3 separate regions of the Mus musculus genome follow, and all the other regions are linked to region 3. The links are chromatin contacts, called in public Hi-C and Micro-C maps. All regions are on one chromosome and are shown on one strand. The core of a region is the stretch at or near the end of the contact, and the rest is flanking DNA. Distances in the headings are between cores, read along the strand shown. Region 1 holds the start of Adap1 (ArfGAP with dual PH domains 1). Region 2 holds the start of Lfng (LFNG O-fucosylpeptide 3-beta-N-acetylglucosaminyltransferase). Region 3 holds the start of Elfn1 (leucine rich repeat and fibronectin type III, extracellular 1).

Evidence for each region. A called contact is a pair of places that touch in the nucleus more often than the background predicts.
Region 1: a Hi-C map of embryonic stem cells shows a contact between it and region 3, with 1.8 times the contacts expected there. The contact joins the promoter of Adap1 here to the promoter of Elfn1 in region 3. A contact is called at or near these places in 2 of 484 Hi-C or Micro-C datasets (the G1E-ER4 cell line and embryonic stem cells).
Region 2: a contact with region 3 is called in a Micro-C map of embryonic stem cells, with 2.2 times the contacts expected there. The contact joins the promoter of Lfng here to the promoter of Elfn1 in region 3. A contact is called at or near these places in 4 of 39 promoter capture datasets (embryonic stem cells, hippocampal neurons, liver and 1 more), 3 of 484 Hi-C or Micro-C datasets (all in embryonic stem cells) and 2 of 115 datasets of contacts at active chromatin or transcription factors (embryonic stem cells and stem cell-derived neural progenitor cells).

What each region holds. Positions count from the first base shown.
Region 1 is chr5:139,323,763-139,326,903 of GRCm38.p6, forward strand. It overlaps Adap1 (ArfGAP with dual PH domains 1), which reads right to left and starts at 1,702. Exons shown (of 11, transcript NM_172723.4): 1 at 1,519-1,702. The coding sequence starts at 1,600.
Region 2 is chr5:140,605,936-140,608,893 of GRCm38.p6, forward strand. Lfng (LFNG O-fucosylpeptide 3-beta-N-acetylglucosaminyltransferase) reads left to right here and starts at 1,406. Exons shown (of 8, transcript NM_008494.3): 1 at 1,406-1,909. The coding sequence starts at 1,481.
Region 3 is chr5:139,906,116-139,909,426 of GRCm38.p6, forward strand. It overlaps Elfn1 (leucine rich repeat and fibronectin type III, extracellular 1), which reads left to right and starts at 1,751. Exons shown (of 2, transcript NM_001384186.1): 1 at 1,751-2,698.

The DNA.
Region 1 (3,141 bases), core at 452-2,951, 580 kb before region 3:
AGCAAGGGCTGGGCCCCAAGAGGGCAGTAGCTGCGGCAGCCAGTGGCCTGGGACTGGCTAAAGGGCTGCTAGGACATTACATAGGTGAATGGTGTAGGGTGGTTCCTATTGAGCCTTCTGGAAGCCCCTTCTTCCTCCTGCTCAGGCCAGGAGGTCTAGGGAAAGTAAAAGCTGTTCTGGCTGGGTGGCCAAGGAATACGAGGTTAGGCCAGCTTCTCTCGTGGGGTTTGCTGCCCCCCCCCCACAAGTCAGGCTTGGAAGCTGGGCAACCCATCAGCCCTCCTTACAGGGGACTCCAGCATAGCCAGCTTTCCTAAACAAGTTGAAAGGCAGGTCTGAGAGAGGGAGGTGGGGAGAGTCCACTGAGCCAGGCCAGCTGGCAGCAGTACCACATAGCACCAGGGAGGCACCACCCCGCTGCACCACCGTCAGGGCCCTGCGGTGCCCCAAGAGACCAGGAAAGGGCTACTTCATCTTGCCTACTTCCCACTGAAGCTTGGTCAATGTCTCCTCCCAGGGACACCAGGGCCCCTGGGGTGGCATGCACTTACTATTGGCTAGCAGATTCTCAGCCTCAGGCTGGCACTCTTCAGCCCAGAGGCGGGGATGTGGGGGAGAGATGGGAAGGAGGTCCTATTTACAGACTGCAGGCTTTCCGCCTGCATCTCAGGGAGATAGAGTTAAGTCCCCAAGGAATTGATTCCTGGTATGTTCTGAGGGGTTCATGCTAGGGCCCCCTGATATCCCTGAAATGCCCTGTCCCCACCTGCATACCCAGATAGGATCGGCCTGGGAGGGCCAGCTCTCAGAGCCTGCCAGCTGGTCAGAGAACCCGGCCCTTTTTCCATAGCCAATCCTGAGCCCCTGTGTTCTGGCCCCTACAAATCCTTCCAAACCTGGAGCAACCAAGGGACAAAGTCTGGAAGATGTCTGACATATGCGTCTATGACTCCCACCTGTCCCCGACTGTCCTGATCCCAGAGAAGCTAGGTAGAGAGAGCCAAAGGCACATGGCCAGAATGTCCTCACAGGGCCACCCAAGGCTCTGCATCCTCCCCCAGCCTTGAGTCTGTACAAGACGGTGGCCCCAGGCAGGGATGCCATGACGTCATCTCCAGGTAGCTGGGAACCAGGTGGACCCCATACTCCCTGGCAGACACCCTGGGCTCACTGGCCGCTTTCCTTGCAAGCCAACCGCCCCTGCTGATTTCCTCTTTTTTTTTAATACCCCGAGACGCCAAGGTTTCGCAAGGCTGGGGAGGGGAGGCGGCTGCGGGTGACAGCGTGACACGCAGCCCGGCGGGGGAGGGGAGTCGGCGGCACAGGTCGCACGGAGCCCGCGAGGTGCCCTCCGGATGCTGCGCCTCACCACTGCCAGTCCCTGACGCCGGCAGGTGCACCCGGGCCGCGCCCCAACCCAGCCAGGACCCAGCGCGTGGCGCGTCCCCATCCCCCGCGCCCCCCACGCAGTCCTGTCCACCCGGCCGCACCCCGCGCCTCCGCCCGTCCCGCACCTACCCGGGGCTCCGCAGTCAGCGCAGCGCGTGTTCCCCGGCCGCGTCAGTAGCTCCAGCAGCGCCCGGCGCCGCTCCCCGGCCATGGCTGCGCGGCCACCGCGCCGTCCCGAGCACGCCCGCCCCGCTAGGGCCCCGCGCCGCGCGCCCGCCGCCCGCCTTGCGCCATCGCCACCGCTCAGCCCGCGCGCCGGCCCCGATCGTGTCGCCGCGCGGGGCCGCCCTGAGCGGAGCTGCGCGCGCGGGGACCGGGGAGTAACGCACGGCGCGCCCGGGACGGCGCGGCCCGCGGGCGGCCCCCAGCGGCGCGGACAGGGAGCGGCCTCTTGGAGAGCCCGGCCTCAACGGGTCCACCTGGGGCGGGGTCGCAGGGAACCCGCGCTGCGGAAGGATGGGCCACCCAACACGCAAGCGTGCCTGTTGGGTTGAAGCTGAGGTCGCGGGCAGCTCAGGCTAGCCCTACCTATGAATGACAAATTCCAGTACTAAAAGGATCGAAGGGCTCCACCCTCACACGTGTCCAAGTCTATAGTCTCATCTCCAAGAGATAGGACAAGAACTGGCCACACCCTTCCTGATCTCTGGCCCGCTCCCTCCCAGAGCCGGGTGTCTGCTTCTTTAACTGGCCCTAGCATTTCTTTTCAAATTCCATTTTCTCCATTATAAACGCAATAGTAGCCATTTAGAAGCCAATGGCCACACCCAACTGAGAAATGAAAGCCATCTCCAAAGCCTCCTGAGAGTCTACTCCTGCTAATATGTCACAGCCAGGGTGTTGGTTGCTCTATGATTTGGCCCCACAGTGTTCCCTGCCCCGCAAAGGCCCCTGGGTTAAGGGCACAGTCCCCACGGTGATGCTATAGTGTGGTCAGGGCTACTGGGAGGAAGTTAGGTTGTTGGGACCCTAGCCTCTTCGTTATGCTCTCTCTTGCTTCCTGGGGAGGAAGGGTCCGTTTTGTCCCACCACGTATGTCATGCTGCTTTACTGCACATTGTCTTTCTGAGTGTCTACTTTGATGTCATGAACGTTTGCAATCCTGGCCGACTCCACCTGGTGGCCCTCTGCTGAGGCTGTTGTCTTGCCAGGGGCATCTGTCCCTCCTGACCTGGCTGTCATGCCATTGCAGAACTTGTTTTGGGATCAGGAGACAGAACATGCAACCTGCCCCAATGCACATTTTGGAGGTCTTGAGGCCGGTGGCGCTGTAGGCTTGTTGTTTAACGGATCTAATGTTTTTCTCCTGAAGCCTACTGGAGCCTGGCTCCAGACCTGGCACACAGCAGGAGCTTGGAGAATGAAGCAAAATGCAGACTGCTGGGGGCTGGGGAAGTGGTTCAATGGATAGAGAGCTTACCCAGCATTCACCGAGCTGCGTATTGTGTCCTCGGCACCACAGAACCTAGGAGTACTGACGGATGCCTCTACTCTCAGTGCCCAGGAGGTCGAGGCAGGAGGATCCGCTGTTCAAGGCCATCCTCAGCTACACATCTAGTATGAGGAGAACAACCTGGACTATACGAGACCCAGTCTTTAAAAACAAACAAACAAACAAGCAACAAAAATACAGAATCAAGACAAAAATAGACTAATGGTAGTAGTTGTGTCCCAGGTCTCTAGTAATCCAGT
Region 2 (2,958 bases), core at 156-2,655, 700 kb after region 3:
TCATGTCTGTCTTCATTTTGAAAAGAATTTTGTTGAAAGCAGGTGTGCGTATGTGTATGTGCGTGCGTGCGTGCGTGTGTATAAATGTGTGTTGCTCAGGCCAAGTTGCACGTGTGGAGGTCAGAGGGCAACATATTGTTGGTTCTTTCTGACCATGTGGGTCCTGGGAAATAAACTCAAATCTGCCTAGGTGACAGTTGCGTTTGCCCACTGAACCATCTGGCCAGCCCCTGCAGTAAGTCTTTACCTGATCCAGCCTGATGCCTTCTTTTAACCTCCAAGAGAGGGACGGACATTAAGAAGAGTGTAGTAGAGAAATAATTAGAAATGATACTCCGGTCTAAAATATAAACGCTAGGGAGTCGGCGACAGAAGGAACAGCAGTTTATCCGTGGTGGCAGGGTGGGCTCAGACTTCCTTTGAAGGGGGACGCGGAAACTGAAGCCAACCAGACCCAGGGGCAGCCAGGCGGAGAGCCGCCCCCAGCTGCGCTCCCGGAAGATGCAGCAGGCTCGGGCTCGGACCCTGCTCCCACTCCAGGGGACCCTTGGCCATTTCCGGACCCGTAGCCTCTCACCCTACCATTAGGCGCACATTCCTGCCGCCCCCGCTCGTGCTAGGCGCAGGCAAGGCCCCCGCCCGTGGGAAGGGGGCCGTGTGCCGGGGAGGCGGGTCTGGGATGGCGCACAGCTGGGTCACATCTGGTAGGAGTGCGGAGGAACCAAATGGAACAGAAGGTAGCCTTTCATCCTTCGAGGAAAGAGGCTGCTTGAGTGTCTCCTCGCTACGGGGTGCCTGAGGTTTTTGGGGACCAACCCTCCCCATTTAGGAACATGATGCCAAGACAGGCCTGCCTGGGGGAGGAGGGAAGGATGGACCGACGGAGGGACGTAGAATTTTGTCACTGATACCCTTTTGCCTGAACTTCAGGTCCACTCCTAAGACATAAGTATCAGTAAGGGCAGCTCAAAATTAATCGCTCAGGACACACTGCAGGCTACCACTTTGGCTCAGTCAGCACCGTTCCCCAGGGAAGGAAACCCGCTCGGGGACAGGAAATGCACAGCGAGAAGCCAAGGATGTCGCCCGCGGAGGAGCACTGGCCCTATCACCCAGGTCCCAGCTTCGGGGGCGCGTCCTCCACGTGCAGCCGTGGCGGGCGTTGGTCAGGCTGGGTGTCTCCCAGAGCAGCTCCGGAGGGTGACTCGGCGCAGGCGGGACAGGCTCGTGCACAAAGGGGGCGGGTGCCGTGGGTACCCCAGCTGGGTGGTTCCCAGCCCCTTGTCCGTATCCCACGTGGGAAGGAGAGATCTCCCTAAAGGTTACGCCCCAAGGCTAGCAGCCAATTAGCGCGTGGAGGCGTGGCGGGCAGGGGAGGTTTAAGAGTTCCTGAAGCGAGAGGCGCGCAGCTGGACCGGGAGCCTCGGGCAGCCGGACCAGTTGGCACTGGGATAGATATTACGTGCGGCCGCCGGCCACCATGCTCCAGCGGTGCGGCCGGCGCCTGCTGCTGGCGCTGGTGGGCGCGCTGTTGGCTTGTCTCCTGGTGCTCACGGCCGACCCGCCACCGACTCCGATGCCCGCTGAGCGCGGACGGCGCGCGCTGCGTAGCCTGGCGGGCTCCTCTGGAGGAGCTCCGGCTTCAGGGTCCAGGGCGGCTGTGGATCCCGGAGTCCTCACCCGCGAGGTGCATAGCCTCTCCGAGTACTTCAGTCTACTCACCCGCGCGCGCAGAGACGCGGATCCACCGCCCGGGGTCGCTTCTCGCCAGGGCGACGGCCATCCGCGTCCCCCCGCCGAAGTTCTGTCCCCTCGCGACGTCTTCATCGCCGTCAAGACCACCAGAAAGTTTCACCGCGCGCGGCTCGATCTGCTGTTCGAGACCTGGATCTCGCGCCACAAGGAGATGGTGAGACCCAGCGCGGCCTGGGCAGGGGGATGAAGTGGGGATCACCCTCTGGTCCAACTGGTGACTGACGATAGCGGTTCCCGATGCGTTAATTGCTTTGGGTCTATCTGGGAAACGATGACACTGATAAATCCCATTACAGCCCCGTGTGGCTGCTGGGGTTCACTTTGCCTTACTACCCTGGAAGCTTCCTTCCGTGTTGCCCAGGGTCACCCCAGCCACATGCTCTGTGTCTGGATGAGTCGCCTCCAGCTTAGGGCTGGCTCTGTAACGCTTCTCCTAAACACTGGAGTGAATGGCCATATTTGTTCCTAAACTTTTTCGAGCAAATTGGCTCAGTTCCATCCTGGGTCCCCTTCACTCCCCTTCCTTCTTCCTGGGTGGAAGGTACGCCCCCTTGAAAGGGAGGGAGGAAAAGGCATAGCACACCCCTGGACCAGGCAAAGTGAAAGAAATGGGTGCTAGTTCTCCAGACTTGCTCAGAACCCTGACTTCAGTAGCTCAGCTCCCCCACCTCCTGTTAGACCAACTTCATACACATAATAAAAAGACACACCCCACTTTGAAAATCTCCCTGGAGGCTACAACAGGACCGTTGGGGCGGGAGAGCAGAGTGCACTGCGTGTGTGTGTGTGTGTGTGTGTGTGTGTGTGTGTGTGTGTGTGTGTGTGTGTAGGGGTGGGGGTAGATATTTGGTGTGAAGACTAAGACTCACTTTCCTTCCTGACCCAGCCCCAGTGAGACTTCGCTTTAGGACAGTGGAGGTTAAGAGGACAGGCTCCTATCTAGTCTTGGTCAAAGAGGGGCCCTGAGAACCCCACCGTAGCCTCCTGAGAATGAGGCGTCCCTTTCCCAGGGGCTCAGCAGGCCTTCGGGAGGGGGCAGCGGGGGGCCATGGGTTTTGTTTGGCTGTGGTGCCGTTAGGATTCCCAGCGCTAGGCTGCTCTCACGCCGGCCCCTTGGGCAAGGCAACAAAGCCCCTTTCTCCAGCCGAGAAAGGCGTCGGCCTCTTGTGTACAGCTATGCGCTCCATGGGAACCGTTGGCTGG
Region 3 (3,311 bases), core at 501-3,000:
ATAAAGCCAAGGGTAAGCTGGGCCTGCTGGTACATGCCTATAGTTCTGGCACTCAGGGGTCTAAAGCTAGACACTGGAGTCCCAGGCTGGCCTGAGCTACAGAGTAAGAAGACAAGAGGAGGAGGGAGAGGGGAGGCAGATGTAAAAGAGAAAAGGGGGAGGAGGTGGCAAAGAGGTAAAAGAGAGGGAGGGCTTTCTTCTCTTTGTTGGGACCCTGTCAGATAGACCCCAGGATAGACATCTTTGCCTTTCTGGAATGATGTTTGCAGTCGCACACCACTACAGAAACCCAGGTATGGACCGGGGGTTTGTGCAACCCTGGAGCAGGCTGGGGTGCCTTGGCGACTGAAGCCCTACTCTATAACTTCTTGGTAAGGTTCCTGGTTGTGGGGAGGGGGGAGGCGTGGGCGTCGGCAAAGATGTGTGTGAACTTCTGCCAGAACTTCATGTTCTTCATGAGGGTGGGCTAAGGGGTGAATTATGGGGTGTGCCCGTTAGGTGTGAACCTGCTCTGCAAACGTGTGGGTGCAACATACATAGTGTCCACCCTGGGTCATGTACACATGCCTGCTAGTGACATGGCTCAGGAGAATGGGAGAGGAAGGGAGGAATGGGGGCGGGGCGGGAGATGAGAGAACCAGGAGAAAGCTCTGGCCTCATCCCCGTGGCTCTGGCCAGGGGTTAGCTTGTGGCCTTCCCAGCTTGAGGGGTGCCTGGCTTGTTTTTTGTTTTTTGTTTTTTTGAAGGGCCCGGCAAAAGCTACCCTAAAAGCAGGCTTTGGAGCCTTCAGTCCCGGCTGGATTCTCTTGAGGTCTGAGCAAGGGTAGACCCACAGCTCTGTCCTTGACCACCATGCTCTGTGTCTAAGAATCCACCGGAAAGACGATAGAGCCTCCTCTACCCTCAGTCCCTAACTGGAATCTCACTCCTCAGGGTTCCAAAGGAAAAATGGGGCTGGGGAAAGCCTAGGATCGGCCAAGTGTGGGCTGCCTGCCGGTGCTGCAGGCTGGATCTAGTCGAGTCGCAGGACAGGCCACAGGACCCGAGCTCGGGAAGCTCCTGGTCCTCTGGCCGCGCTACTCCAAGGTTCAGGCTATTCCCATGCTGGTCCCTGGTGGTCTGGCAACCCAAGGGACAAGTCCCCGCCCCCAGCCTCTCCTCGCCCCTTACTATGTATACTTGGCTGCACTCTGCGGCTCCAGTCCCCTTCGTTGGCATTGTGTCCCGAAGCCTGGCTCTTGAGAGTGCTCCAGCTCGGAGGAGGCGTCCAAAAAGGGTTGCACCCACTCTGCCCAAAGGGGGGTCCTTCAGCTCCGCAAGCGCACGGAGGCTCGAAAGCTGTGCGCAAGGCCTTAGCCCGGCGAGGGCGCTCTTGAACTTGATTTTGATTTTCAACCCAAGGCCAAAGCTACCGCCTGGGGAAGGGGCGCGGTAGGGAATGGGATACCAGCGGGCTCAGTCAGTGTTCCTGGAACCATGGGGGTGGGGGGTGGGGGTGGGTGGGAGGGTGGACAGCCCCAGAGGGATGACTTGGATCCCCGGAAAGCACACATTAACTCCCCCCCCCCACACACACAGAGGCTAGTGGGAGGGGAATCCACTACTCGGAACCTTCCGGGAATGGGAAGGTGCCAGGCTGATCTCACGCCTCCCGGCCTCTCAGCCCAAGGGGGTGGTGACATACAATGCAGAGAGGAGGGACTGTGAAGGGGGTCGGTGACCTTAGGAGAGAGCAAGTCCCTGGTGGGAAGAGAGAATGTTGCATCTCGGAGGGCCTGACAACCTTGTACCATCTCTGATTCTCCCCTCCCCGCCGCCCGCCCCGTGAAACAATCGTCCCTGCGGGTGGAGCTGTGACACGCGCGCTTACATAGGGTCTGACTTCGGGGTCAACTTCTACATGGCTTCCTGCGGGTGCGTGTGTGTGCACAGGCGTGACTGTACGCGCGTGCACATCTCTGCCTCTCGTACCCACCTCCCATCGCCACGAAGGGTCCCAACCCCATGACACTCGGGGACTTGGGCTCCACGGCTCTTAGCTCAGTGGCCTGGGACGCGGGCAGGGGACGCAGGCAAAGCCAGGAAAAGGAGGCGAGGCTGTGTTGCGGCGTCCTGAGATGTCCCCCCGGCTCCAGCCAACTTCCCCTCAGGGAGCCTTGATCCCCTCCCGGGGCAACCTATGGACGTGCAGCGGCCCCCGCCCCTGCTCCGGTCCCCTCCCCGCGCGGCTCCCACGTCCGACCTGCCTCGCGCTCACAAAATGAACCACCGCCTCGCGTCGCCGCGGCCGCTGCCGCCGCGCCCGCTCCCGAGCTCGAGAGCCGGAGCCGCCCGGCCCCTTCGGCGTCGCCGGCGCCGCGGCCGCCCCGCCTGCCCGGCCGGTCCGGGGCTGCTCCGATCGCGCGGTCCCCGGCTCTTGACGCAGTGAGCGCCGCAGCCCGGCTCCCGCAGGCTCCTCTCCGCTCCCGGCGAGAGGCCGATCCTCAAGCCCGGCGGGCTCCGGGAGGGGCGGGCAACGCGGGAGGGGGAGGAGGTCTGTCTGGAGCCAGCAAGAACCCCGAGGAGGAAGAGGAGGAGGAAGCAGGGGCAGCCGCCGCCGCCGCCGCCACCGCCACCGCGGCGCTCCGGGGACTTCGGCGCGCGTGCTCTGCTAGCCGGTGATCGAGCCTTCAACCCTGGGGGCCACAACCCCGTTCAGGTAGGAAGGGGTGTGCAGCGAGTGGTGGTCCCCTCTGCCGCAGACGTGGGGTCCACAGGTCCCCGCCCCTGGAGGGGGAGGGGCAGGAAGGATACGCTCTCGCCGGCTTCCCGGGTGGCGCGGGAGTCCCCAACGGCTCCCGCAGCCCTGGTTGCCCCTATCGCCTCAGTCCCCCTCGCCGTGTCCTGGCCGTCCGCACCTGGACCGAGTCCCCTCTTCACCCGGGGGGTTTCAGATGCAGCGCGTTTAGTCTGAGGCTCCAGGGCGCCCTCCACTCAGCCGCCTTCCCAAAACCCGAAGTTCTCGATCGCCGATCTCTGGCTGGACAAACTTCCCTCCCGACTCCGCCGATCGGAGCGCCTGGGCTTGGGTCCCCTGCCCCCACCTCGGATTAGGAAGCACCACCGAGGACCCGAAACTTTGCTGAGCGTGCTGCCTAGGCCGTGGTGGGGTCGGTCTGCTGTAGGGTGCATGGGACGGCCTTAGTGCCCCAAGTTGGCCCAGAAGCTGCCCCCCCCCAGTCCGAATACCTCCACTCGTAGTTCAAAGAGGAGAAAAAGTGGGTGGTGGGACCTCGCCTTCGTTCTGCACACTGGTCTCCAGGCGCTGGAGC